Regions from separate parts of the Mus musculus genome. Here regions 1 and 2 are each linked to region 3. The links are chromatin contacts, called in public promoter capture Hi-C maps. All regions are on one chromosome and are shown on one strand. The core of a region is the stretch at or near the end of the contact, and the rest is flanking DNA. Distances in the headings are between cores, read along the strand shown. Region 1 holds the start of Esd (esterase D/formylglutathione hydrolase). Region 2 holds the start of Ccdc122 (coiled-coil domain containing 122). Region 3 holds the start of Cog3 (component of oligomeric golgi complex 3).

Region 1 (4,327 bases), core at 1,689-4,188, 1.0 Mb before region 3:
CAGCTAGTTCAATCAATTGTTGAACTCTGTTCAATGAGAGTCCCTGTTTCAAAATATAAGGTGAAGAGCAATACCTAGTGTTGATCTCCAGCCTCCATATGTATACGGCATGGACACAAACATTGGTTCACATCATGCACTCGTGCTCGTGCACATATGCACGCACACACACACACACACACACACACACACACACACACACACATATACATACATACACTGACCTATGTAGAGAATAAAATTAAATTCATTCACAGAGGAAAGAGACAGGGTTTTAAAAGGTGCATATTGCTAGACTCAGACCTAGGTTCATTAACTTGACAGGTTAACATGTATTTTAGAATCAGGCATCTAGATGCCCAAAACCCCAGCATCCTTTTGTAGACTATTAGTTTAATGCAGACTCAACATTTGCATTTCTCAAATTGAAAATTGAAGTGTAAGTCCTTAGTTGGCATTTGGAAGTAGATAATTATGGTGACAACTATGAGACAAGTACAAGCTCCTCACAAGTGTGACTGATGTCCCTGGCAAAAGATGAAGGGACCAGAACTCCTGCTCTTTGCAGTGAACTTATACCAAGGTACTCCTCTGCAAACCAGAAAGAGAGCCCTCACCAGGGACAGAATGGCCCAACTACTTGATCTTCGATTTTCAGCCTTCAAAATCATAGTAAATACATTTCTGATATGCTCCAGCCCAGTGTATAAAGTTTTTGGAAAGCCAAGACAGTTCCCATCCCCACAGATCTGAAGCAGATTGGAGTTTTCGTCATTTTCATTGAGTTCTTTTATTGGTTGCATCCCGCTCATAGCTCATATTCATTCAAACTGAGAAACTGAATATTCTCAGTCACAGACCTAGAGGTCAGCAGTGCTTAACCTGTGGGGTGCACCCCCTTTGGAGGGCCAAATGGCCCTTTCACAGGGGTCATGTAAGGCCATCAAAAACCAGATATTTGCCAGGTGGTGGTGGCGCAAGCCTTTAATCCCAGCACTTGGGAAGCAGAGGCAGGCAGATTTCTGAGTTTGAGGCCAGCCTGGTCTACAAAGTGAGTTCCAGGACAGCCAGGGCTACACAGAGAAACCCTGTCTCGAAAAACAAAAAACAAAACAACAACAGCAACAAAACCCAAAAAACAAACAAAACAAAACAAAACAAAACAACAAAACCAGAGATTTACATTATGATTCATAACAGTAGCAAAATTACAGCTATAAAGTAGCAACAAAAATAATTTTATGGTTGGGAGTCACCACAATACAAGGAGCTGTATTAAATGGCTGCAGTATTGGGAAAGTTGAGAACCACTGCTCTAGGTAATTTTGGACATATTTCTTTAAGTGATTACTATTCATTCATTTTCATTATCAGAAATATCAACATTACTTTCAGATTCGGTTTTCTTTACTTTCACACCCAAATAACAATATATAGTATTAATGTTCTTGAAAATAGAAGTTTTGATCTAGTATAATTTCATGCTGACTGAGAGAAACTGTCATTATGATTATTACCACTAATATGGATACAAGAACTCTTTGGAGTTAGTTTGTACCTTAAAGAGATCAAGATACTAATTGAACACCCTTTAAACTTTGTTCAAGCATTTAACAATTAGAAAGAATTTGCAGACTTGGGTAATCTTTCATAACTTCAGTTGTGAAACTCAGTTTGAAAAAAAATTACCTTTCCAATAAATTACATTTAAAAGTAGTTAGCTTGGGAGTGATAGAGTATACCTTTAATCCCAGCATTCGGGAGACAAAGGTAGGGGGATTTCTGAGTTCAAGACCAGCCGGTCTACGTAGTAAGTTCCAGGCTAGCCAGAATTACATTTAAGACTCTGTTAATAATAATAATTTTAAGAATTTACCTTAATGCTTTCTCAAAATAACATTCTTTGGTTAACCATTAAACAGGTACACAAATGCCTGCCACATGACACAGAAAAGCAACGTTCTGCGTGGCAGCTCATCCACACAGGTTATATTCCACTGAGCTCAGCTCACCTACTTGTTTTTTAGCCTGACTAGCCACATAACTTGCAAGTCCCCCAGCAAAACTAAGATGGAGAGCCTATACACACAGAGCAGGCACTGGGTCCTTCTGACAGTTTGTTGCAAATGCACAGGCTGCGTGATTATTAAACCAGACAATCTTACAGGTTATACATAGTATCCACAACCTAGCAGCCTAAATACTGGTTTTAAAAACTGCTTGTAATATTTAATTTTCTGAACAAAGTACACTTGCTGGTTAAATTGGATGAAGTTGAGAACTGCTGTAAATGATTAACCAGAAACCCTGACACAGTTCAACTTTTATTGAGGGAAGAGGGGAGAAAAAAATGGACATTGAAAAGAGTTAATGAATGTGTCCTCCTCCTAGAAGCTCCAAATCAAGCAGGTGCAGAGTAGATGTGGAATGAGGGTGGAAATGTGAAATTTCTGCTCAGGTTTCCAAACAACTGCAGAGTTCCACACAAGCCCTTTCCACAAGTTAACTGGGAGAGGCCAGCTGGTGTACTAGAGCCTCATTCTCTTGTTGCCTTCTGGGAGCATCTGAAGCAAGTTACAGAGGTCTAGAGGTCCAGTGTCATGACAGACACACTTTTGGCTCATCCTGACACACCGCGGAAACAGGAACCCGGCGAAAAGTCTCTTGGGAATGGCCTTGTAGGGGAGGGTCGGGGTCCGGGAACTCCTAGTCTCCCTTGGGGTGTATCCATAGGGCAGGTCTGCTAGGAGAGTGCGCGCCCTGGGGGCGGTGTCTCAGAATGGGAGCAGCTCAGGAGGGAGGGCTGGGGAGGAGAGGGGCAGAGAAAGGGAGGGACTTGAGGGCGGGGCCGTGAGAGGGGACCAGAGTAAGCGGCCAAAGGAGGGGACGGGCCCAAAGGGAGGAGCCTCTACGTGGGACCCGCCCCGGAGGCCGGGGCGGGACATATGGTGTGGGCGGAGCCAGAGGCAGTGCTCGGGGCGGAAGCCCCAACCTTCTTCCCTGGCGAGTTAGAAGCTGCCCCTCACCGAGGTAAGATGGAATGGGTCGTGAGTCCCAAGCATTCTCTACTACCTGGTTTTCGGGCGGCTGTGCGCGGACGCCTAGACCTGCGGTGGTGATAGCAGCGGGGAATGGTGACGATCTCTGCACCCTTCCCGCCGCGGTAAGGCAGGCCTCGTCCCGCAGGGCCTGCTAATCGCTTTAACTTCGGGGAGCTGGAAACAATGTGTGACCTGGGGCGCCAGGCTCGCTGGGATGCTCGGGTTGGTGGAGTGCCCGCCGGGACGGCATTTCGCCGAGCATTCCCGCGCGGAGCCCGGGGAACGCTTTCCCTCCGGGATCCCAGCCTGGGCTGCAGGCGACGCCACTAGGGCCCTGAGGTGTCTTGGGCAGCGCGCTCGAGGCCGTGCCCAGTGGTAAAAATTCAGGTGTAGGCGGCCGTCCATAGGTGATTTGTGGTTGAGTCGTCAGAAAGATGGCACTTATGTTATTTAAAATTAATAAAATTCACCATTTTTTATGTAGGCCATATTAGGCCTAATGGTCAGCAATCTATAGGCATTCTTTGAAAAGTTAAAGGAATGAAACCCCAGGCTTCTATAACAGTATTGTTTGTAGTGGGACATACTAGTAAGAAAGTAGACTAAGGTTTTAATTAGCTCTTAGCTATATATAATTGCTATGATGATACTGAGATTTTGTTTTATTTTGTTTTTGAGACATTGTAGTTCTGACTGTCCTGGAACTCACTTTGTATACCAGGCTGTTCTCGAACGCCTGGTTCTCCAGGGATTTAGGGCGCGTGCAACGAAACTTTTAAAGTTCAACTTTTGAGACATTTCAGATATAAGATAGGCTGTACAGGCAAGGATCTAAGTTTAATTTTAAATGTGTTGGGTTTTGCTATAGCGATGCGAAATAAATGCATAGCAGTTTGGCACTAATGCTTAAAATTTGAATATGAAAAGACAGATTTAGATTTTTCAGCCCAGAAGATGTGTTTGAAATTTAGGGACTATGAGTTAGGGGGAAAATATGTGACAAGAACTGGGAAAGGGGCGTGGGGTGGGGGAGTTGGGAACTAAGAATGAAATAGAGGGGGGGGGAGGCAGGACAGGCTTTGAGTAAAGAAATGGTGGTCAGGACTGTGAATTTATGCCTTCCCCAAAGCAGCAGAATATGCTTATTCATTGTGAAGCAGCAAAAGTGTGTTGCCATTGTCAAAGGTCTGTGACTAAGCCCTGACTAAGTCTGGAGGCAACTGTATCTTAACAAACAACATAGGTCCTGAGAAACTTAAGAAAGTTCATTCTTGGGTGAGCATACC
Region 2 (3,764 bases), core at 783-3,282, 1.3 Mb after region 3:
TCTGAAGAAAGTCTGGGTTTTCAGTGCAATACAGAGGACAGTGTGGAAGGTACCTGGGATCAGAGGAGATGTGACAATAGTTAGGTCCCCTTTCAGCGCTGGCAGGCTTCTCAAGTATGTTTCTATTTCATGCTGGATGTCTTCTAGTTCTTGAGTTGTGGTCACGTTTATTCCAGTGGATGGTTTCAAAAGGCTATCCCTCCAAGCTCCCTGTAGATCTTCAAACTCAAACTCATACACCTCGGTGAAGAGTTGACCAACGTAAGCCTTCATTAACAGTTTCCTGTGCTCGGGGACAATCACCTTAATGCAGCTCAGATTTTCTTCATCAATTTTTTGTTTAATTGTATACAAAGAGGCAGCCAGGCAGGGATGGCTAACAGTCTCGAATTTTCCCGCGAGACGTGAAAAGCCATTTCCTGCTTCCAATTCACAGAGGCCATACTCCCCATCCTTTTCCTTGCTGGCATTTCTGCAACATATTATGCAAAGGAACTTGGCCTTGGGAGCGTGGTGGTAGTGAATACCATCCAGTGTCTCCAGTAAGGTCTCATGGCAGTTTTTCTGTGCATTCAATTGTAAACCAGAGAGATCAATCAAGACTGCTTCTGCCATTCTTCAATCAGGCAGTCTTTTTTGCCCCAAAGACTTTTTATGCCATAGCAGCTGTAAAGAAAAGTGATCACAAATAACAATAAATTCGATCTTCTTATAGATACAACCGAAATTTGTGGTGAACAAAAATAAATAAATAAATATAAAAATAAAAATAGGAAGTAAATTGCATCAATACAAAAAGTAACCAAAATAAATGTAGTGTGCAGAGCAGAAAAGCCAGTGCACCATTCATCCTGACAATTAAGGGCAGAGCCATCTTTTATTTTGTGAACAGCTGGGTACATTTTTATAGAATAGAAATTATGCTTTGTTTTCCTTATAGCAGATTTTAAGTACAAAATTACTTGTTGTCTGAGATCAAGTCTTTTTAATTATAGGATGTAAATCTGTTATGTCATTATCCCCATCATGTCTATAAGATTAGATCACATCTCATGAAATACTGAGGTCTCACCTTTAGGATATTAAGTTGAGCAGTATCAGCAGCCAATCTTCTTTGGGGTTGCGGTTGGGACAGGGATTCGAGGCAGAGCTTCTCTGTCTAACAGCCCCAGCAGTCCTGGAACTAGCTATGTAGACCAGGCTGGCTTCGACCTCAGACACCTGCTTGCCTCTGCCTCTGCCTCCCAAGTGCTGGGATTAAAGGTGTATGTCACCAGAAAGAAAGAAAGAGAGAGAGAGAGAGAGAGAGAGAGAGAGAGAGAGAGAGAGAGAGAAGAGTAAAGGTGTCTGTCACCATAAGCAAGCAAACAAACAAACACACTCATTTTTTAAAGGTAAAAGCTAGCCCACAGGCTGGGCTTTCCCCCCAGGTTTACACAGTCCTCCGCACTTGGGATAATCCCAAAAGCCACTGCAACTTGGATCAGGGTCGATTTCTGACCACTTGCAGATTCTCTGAACTCCCTGTCCAGGCTGGAGCTCCCCTCTGCCGACCCTGTGACCCCCAATTCTGACACCTACCATTGCTGAGCCTTCACCCCGACGCCCACCCCAACCTCCGCCCGCCCCGTAGGGCACTGGCGCCTTCATTCATTCTTTCCGCCAGCCGTGCAGGCGACCTCGGAGGAGCCTGGACTGCACGGTGTGCGTCCGTCCGTCCCGTCGCCGCGCCGACCTCCCCTCCGCCCGGGACTCACCGCAGGGCTGCTTCCCGCGCTCTCCTCGGCGGCCGCGAGCTGGGGCGTGAGCTGCAGGCTCGGCGCTCGAACCCCAGTGGCTCCCAAAGTCACCGGCCGGCCGGTCCGCCCGCCTCACCGCGTCCCCGGGCCTCCCGGCGGCCTCGGGCTCCCGCGGGCGTGCGCCCGGGTTTGGGTGTTCCCGCCACGGCCGCGAGGTGGCGCCCTGGAGACGCAAGGCCGAGCCCCTTGCGGGGGATTCCCGCGCCGCTCAGCAGTTCCGGGTCAGCGCCCGCAGTCACCGTGGAGGCCGCCTGAGGCCCGGGCGCTGAGGCGCGGGGGCCCGGAGAGCCGCGGGCGAGCGCGTCCCGTGAGGCGCCCGGAAGGGAAGGGAAGAAGCGTCCCCTCTCCCCGCGGGCCGTGGCGACTCCAGAAGGATCTGCTGACCCAGCAGTGTGGCCAGCTTGTCACTTAGCGCCCTCCAATCCGGGCTCAAGTAAGGGGACTCTGGTGACTTTTGTGGGGGAGTGGCTTTTTTTTTTCTTTTTTCTTTTCACTTTTTGTTTAGTTTTTAAGTTTCTAGTTAGTTTTCATTTTTTCCCCCTTTCGGCTGATTCTGTACTTTCATTTGGGACCAACATCCTTGACTGTTCACTTGTGTTGGCAACGTCGATTTCTCTTACCCCCCCCCCCAAGTGTGTCCCCTCACAGGACGGAATGCATTCATTCTTACAGTAGCAATAAGATAAAAATTAAGGCTCCTTTGTCCCCCAAGGGTTTAATGTTATTTATTTAAAAACAACAATTTGAAAATCAAGTACTGTTGTAAATGGAAAAATACCCACTCTTCAAAATATATGAGAAGGTAAGAGAAAGCGCATTTTCTGAGGACTGGCAATGGAGGAAGGAGAGGGCCTTCATTTTCCTTGGTCTTCCTCCAAGTGCTCAAGTGTTTCCTGAATGAGAAGACTCTAGGGGATCCGGGAGTCTAGAAGTCTTGTTAAGTGTGCACCCATCTCAACTTGACTAGCGGCCAAGGTAACCAGCCCACATAGAACCTACTCCAGGCCGTGTGATCACTTTCAGAGGGCACACATTGAATGCTCGCTGGACACTTCCAGGAACCCTGAGGGATAGATAACACAGATCTGATCAGACATGCATGCCTTGGCATAAACTTGCTGTCTGTTAAGGAAAATGGATTTTTTTTTTTAAAAGCAAGTTTAGAAGCTTTTTTTCTTGTTTTCATGTCCAAGGATGAGAGCTCAGGATTCATTCATGCAACAGCACTGGCAGTAACAAAACTTTCAAAATAGCTAAGTTGTTAGGGAAGTTGTGATAATGTATTTACATACCATTTCCTTCAGCATCTGGTCTGTCTGGGCTGCATTTCTTAACACTCTCTCCCCTTTCCCAGGCTACTACAGAGCCTCTCAATCCTGGTTGCACATGGGAACAAGTAGAACTTAATAGTAGAGTAGGTACCCCACACCCCGGCTGCAGATTGACTCAGAGTCTATGGGAGTCAGGCCTGGGCTTGTTTTGTTCTGCTTTTTTATTTTTATCTCGCAGATGATTCACATGCATAATTCATTTTGGAAGACAAACAACAAACTCCTTCTCAAGCCATGCAAGTAAAGGCTGTTCTATCGTAGGCCATCGACAATTCTTTACATTTGCTGCTTGTTGTCCTTTGAACACGTTTCTTTTGTGAGCTGACCTGCTCTCGGTTGCTCAATACCCTTCAAGCTTAAACATAACCTTCCTGGAGGCCTGGTTGCCTCACTTCGCAGAATAGCTTCCTTGGGATTTTCATGCACGAGGAGCCCTCTGATAGACACAGTCTGAGCTCAGGGCCAAACAGTACACTGCAAAGTTTGGCTAGACCCTGAATCACACATTTTATAGGAATGAAAGTTCTTACAGGTTATGGAGGTTTGGTCTATGTAAAGCTTTTAAAAAGAAGACAAAACTAAGCCAGAATGTTGTCAACAAATGTAGCATAGTATCGTGAACTTATTTTAATCT
Region 3 (3,807 bases), core at 967-3,466:
ACGTGGATCCTCTGCAAGAGCAGTGGGTGCTTTTAACCACAGAGCCATCTCCCCACCCCAAGAGTGCTTTTTTTCTTAGAAGTGAGAAAGCTGCCTTCTAAAGACATCTTTATGATGTTCGCTGACCTTTTGCTGAGGCTGAACACATCTAGATCACTAAAGCATCCCAGTTCCAACAGATTATGAAATAATGTATCTTATGAAAACATGAAGCACTACAGAGAAGTCTATGGAAGCATGCTAGTTAGATAAATTAAACCTGATGCACACTTTTCTCAACCATAATGTTAAAAGCATGGAACGGGGATGAATGGAGTCCGAGGTCATCCCATCAGACAGAGATCACTTCAGTACCAGGAAAGGAGAGCGATGAGGACATGTGCCTCTGAGATCCCGAAAGCTGGTGTATACAGGCTCCTTCCTGCTAGTTCTGAGACCTCCCCACATTCCTGGCCTTAAGGACATCCTCTCCCCAGGACCTTGCTCTGCTTTTTCTTCCAGCTACAACATGATGGGCCCAGCCTTTCCCAGGCCGGCTTCACGTCTCCATGTCAGCTCTCTTGCTAGGCTGTCTGTCACCTTCTTTACAAGGCTTAGGCCTTCTCTTCACTTTTAGGCCTGCCCTTACTTTTCTTCAGCCTCAACTATTCTGGCCCTGCCACCCACCCTACTTTACTTCCTATTTACGTCTCTATCCCTAATTCCTACCCCAGTGTAGACATATGGCAATGCACATTAAATGACAGCGTGAACTGATGGTAAGTACAACTGCATCAATACGGAAGGACCGTGTAAACCAGTAAGATGCCTTTTACTTTCAACCCTCTCCATACTCAATAAACGTGACACCAGCTTCGATAATGGGGCACAAAAATTATAAACAGACTGGGAACACACATAAGCCTGTTTCTGTAAATCTCTAGTATGGCACTTACCCAGCAATGGCAAAATCCTCAGTCTAGTCCCCAGCAAAACACACACACACACACACACACACACACACACCCCACACCACACCACACCCACTTATAATCCAGAACATAAAACATAGCCAGATCAAAGAACTTTCCACTTGCTCCCTCGTTTACTTAGGTCTATTTCCTGTATGGCATCCTGGAGGTGGGCAGAGAAACACACCTAAGAACACGTATTTTTACGGCACAGCACACAAAGGTGCAGAGAACGCGTCTAGTCACACCTCTAAAGTGTGAGGGCAGAGGTGAAGAAGCCAAATTCAATCTGCATTTGGACAGGATTACGAATCGTACAGAAATGGTTTCCAACATCAAAACTAACCACCACTGATAATAAAATAACCCAAAATTCGGCCTCGAAACTAGAAGAGCGTGTGAAACACATAAACAATCCAAAAAATAAAAGTACTCTGACCAGTATAACTGCACTGAATCACACCAACAGTAACATGCATACTGTCCCACTGGTAACTGGGAAAACGTTGACGCTAAAACCCAAAGCGCTACTTAATAACCGAGTCAACTTGTAAAAATAACTTTTTAATTTATTGCTTTGCTGTAGGTTTAATAAATCTTATCTTCCATAACCCAAAACCAGGAGTTCACAGCTTGGGGTGTGATAAATGAAATTGTTTCTCGGGGCCAGTTCTGATCCCCTCTAAGTGTCCCTGTTCCCCCGGGAAAGAAGCAAGCCTGATGCCTCCAGGATGCAGTTAACACAGACTAGCTGGACAGGCTCCTGGGAGGCAGGGCTACTCTGACACGGGGACACCAGGAGCAAGAAGCCCGGAGCAAGGCTCGGGCCAACCGTCCCACGCCGCTGGGGGAGGGCTACGCCCTCGCGTGGACGGCCACGCACCCTGGCAGGGCCACCCTGGGTCGCGGGCAGAGTGAGGCTGCTGACAGCAGGGCACACACGGGCCCCTCCCGCCGAACCCGCCACGGTGGCTCAGAGGACCGGCCAGATCCCCGCACGGGGCAGGAGGCCGGGCGCAGCCCACGCCCTCGCCTCACCTCGGCGGGCACCGGCAGGTTCTCCACGGCCGCCTTGAGCTCCAGCACCGAGTCCGTCTGCCTGTCTGTCAGCGGCGCCATCGAGTCGGGTCTCCCATCCCAGAGAGACAGCTTCTCGCGGGCGTCCCGCTCGGCCGCCGCCTCGGGCGGCAGCAGCAGCGCCGCCTCCGCCATCTCCGCAGCCCTGGGCCCCTCCGCGGCGCAGAACCGGAGCCCGACAGGCAGAGCCGGGAACTTCCGGGAGGACCGGGACTTCCAGCGCCGCAGCCGCGGCGGGGCGGGCCCGAGCGCCCTGACCCCGGAAACGCTTCCCCGGCGTGGGGGCGGGACCGAGGCCAAAACAGACGTGGCTTTCGACGGAGGCCAAACAGTTCCGGTTGAGGTGTACCTCAAGCCAGAGGGTAGGAGACAAGAATGGGCGGAAATAAGCTTGCCCCTACCGGAAGCTTCTTCAACATCAATAACTTTATGATAATGTGTTCTTCAGATTTGTTTTTGGTTTTCTTTTTAACAAGTTGTAAGTCATCCAACGGATTAGGAGAATTAATGAACTCCAAAGATCTTCTCTCCTGTCAGATGGGTTATGGATGCTTTCCATGTTGACATAGCAACCAAGAGCACCAAGTTTTCAAACTTACAACTTCCCTGTTAGAAAACTAGTTTGTGGAAACACAAATTCAAAGACAAACATATCAGGCCTCATTAATAATATCAAAAAACTGGGGGGGGGGGGGACCTAAATGTCCAACATTGAAGAACTGGATCAATAACTGTCTATCCAAACATGAAACTGCAAAAATTATTCTGCCATTTAAATCATGATACACATTTGAACACCTAAACAAATTATATTAGATCAAACCTAAATAATTGAATAAATATACTTTGTAAGTATATAAATTGAGTATATACGAATATAAAAAAAAATTGGGCAAAAAGGTGAAAAAGAGACAACCTTCTTCCTTACCAAGAATTAAAAAGGAAAAATGTAGAAAAATGAAGAAAATCACAAAACACTGAACAACATTCTTCAAAAAGGTCAGGGTAGAGAGATGGCTCGGGGCTAAGGGAACTTGCTGATCTTTCAGAAGACTCCAGTTCAGTTCCCAGCCCCCACAATATGCAGCACATTACCACCTGAAACTTCAGTTCCAGGAGATCCAACCTCCTCTTCTGGCCTCTCTGGGTACTAACATACATGTGGCACATGCAAACACACACATAAATAAATTTTTAAAATAAAAAGCCAATGTTTTTTTTTAAGATTTATTTATTTTATGTATGTGAGTATACTGTAGCTGTCTTGAGGTACACTAGAAGAAGGCATCAGATCCCATTACAGATGGTTATGACCCACTGTGTGGTTGCTGGGAATGAACTCAGGACCTCTGCAAGAGCAGTCAGTGCTCTTAACCTCTGAGCCATCTCTCCAGCCCCCAAAAGCCAATGTTTAAAAGAGTATCAAACTACTAAAGAGCAAGGAGTGACCAAGGAGCTCTTACATAGTGGAGACTACTGAATAATGACTTCTCATTGCAATGTGGTATCTTGGACTGATTCCTGGAACAGAAGAAAGGATAATTGTGATGAGACTATAGAATAAAATATAGAATCTTAATAAAGTTTGTAATTTAGGCATTGGTGGTGTTGTGCCAGCTTTGATTGTACATGGCTAGATAAGACAATAGTAGGAAAGCTGGATGAAAGACACACCTGAACAATACAATCTCTGGAGCCTTGCTGAAGTCTAACTTTATCTCAAGAGAGCTGAGTATGGCAGCTCATGTTTGCAATAACATCAGCAGGGAGGCTGAGACAA

What was found. Capture Hi-C pulls out chosen DNA fragments and counts their contacts.
Region 1: a contact with region 3 is called in a promoter capture Hi-C map of liver, with 4 times the contacts expected there. The contact joins the promoter of Esd here to the promoter of Cog3 in region 3. A contact is called at or near these places in 5 of 39 promoter capture datasets (embryonic stem cells, fetal liver, liver and 1 more), 1 of 115 datasets of contacts at active chromatin or transcription factors (memory CD8 T cells) and 3 of 9 other capture datasets (adipose tissue, embryonic stem cells and liver).
Region 2: a promoter capture Hi-C map of liver shows a contact between it and region 3, with 2.2 times the contacts expected there. The contact joins the promoter of Ccdc122 here to the promoter of Cog3 in region 3. A contact is called at or near these places in 1 of 115 datasets of contacts at active chromatin or transcription factors (microglia) and 2 of 9 other capture datasets (adipose tissue and liver).

The regions. Positions count from the first base shown.
Region 1 is chr14:74,729,359-74,733,685 of GRCm38.p6, forward strand. Esd (esterase D/formylglutathione hydrolase) reads left to right here and starts at 2,939. Exons shown (of 9, transcript NM_016903.5): 1 at 2,939-3,030.
Region 2 is chr14:77,034,740-77,038,503 of GRCm38.p6, forward strand. It overlaps Ccdc122 (coiled-coil domain containing 122), which reads left to right and starts at 2,033. Exons shown (of 6, transcript NM_175369.4): 1 at 2,033-2,232. Lacc1 (laccase domain containing 1) reads right to left here and starts at 1,878. Exons shown (of 8, transcript NM_172488.2): 1 at 1,758-1,878; 2 at 1,073-1,251; 3 at 54-666. The coding sequence starts at 615.
Region 3 is chr14:75,752,277-75,756,083 of GRCm38.p6, forward strand. Cog3 (component of oligomeric golgi complex 3) reads right to left here and starts at 2,217. Exons shown (of 23, transcript NM_177381.3): 1 at 1,989-2,217. The coding sequence starts at 2,162.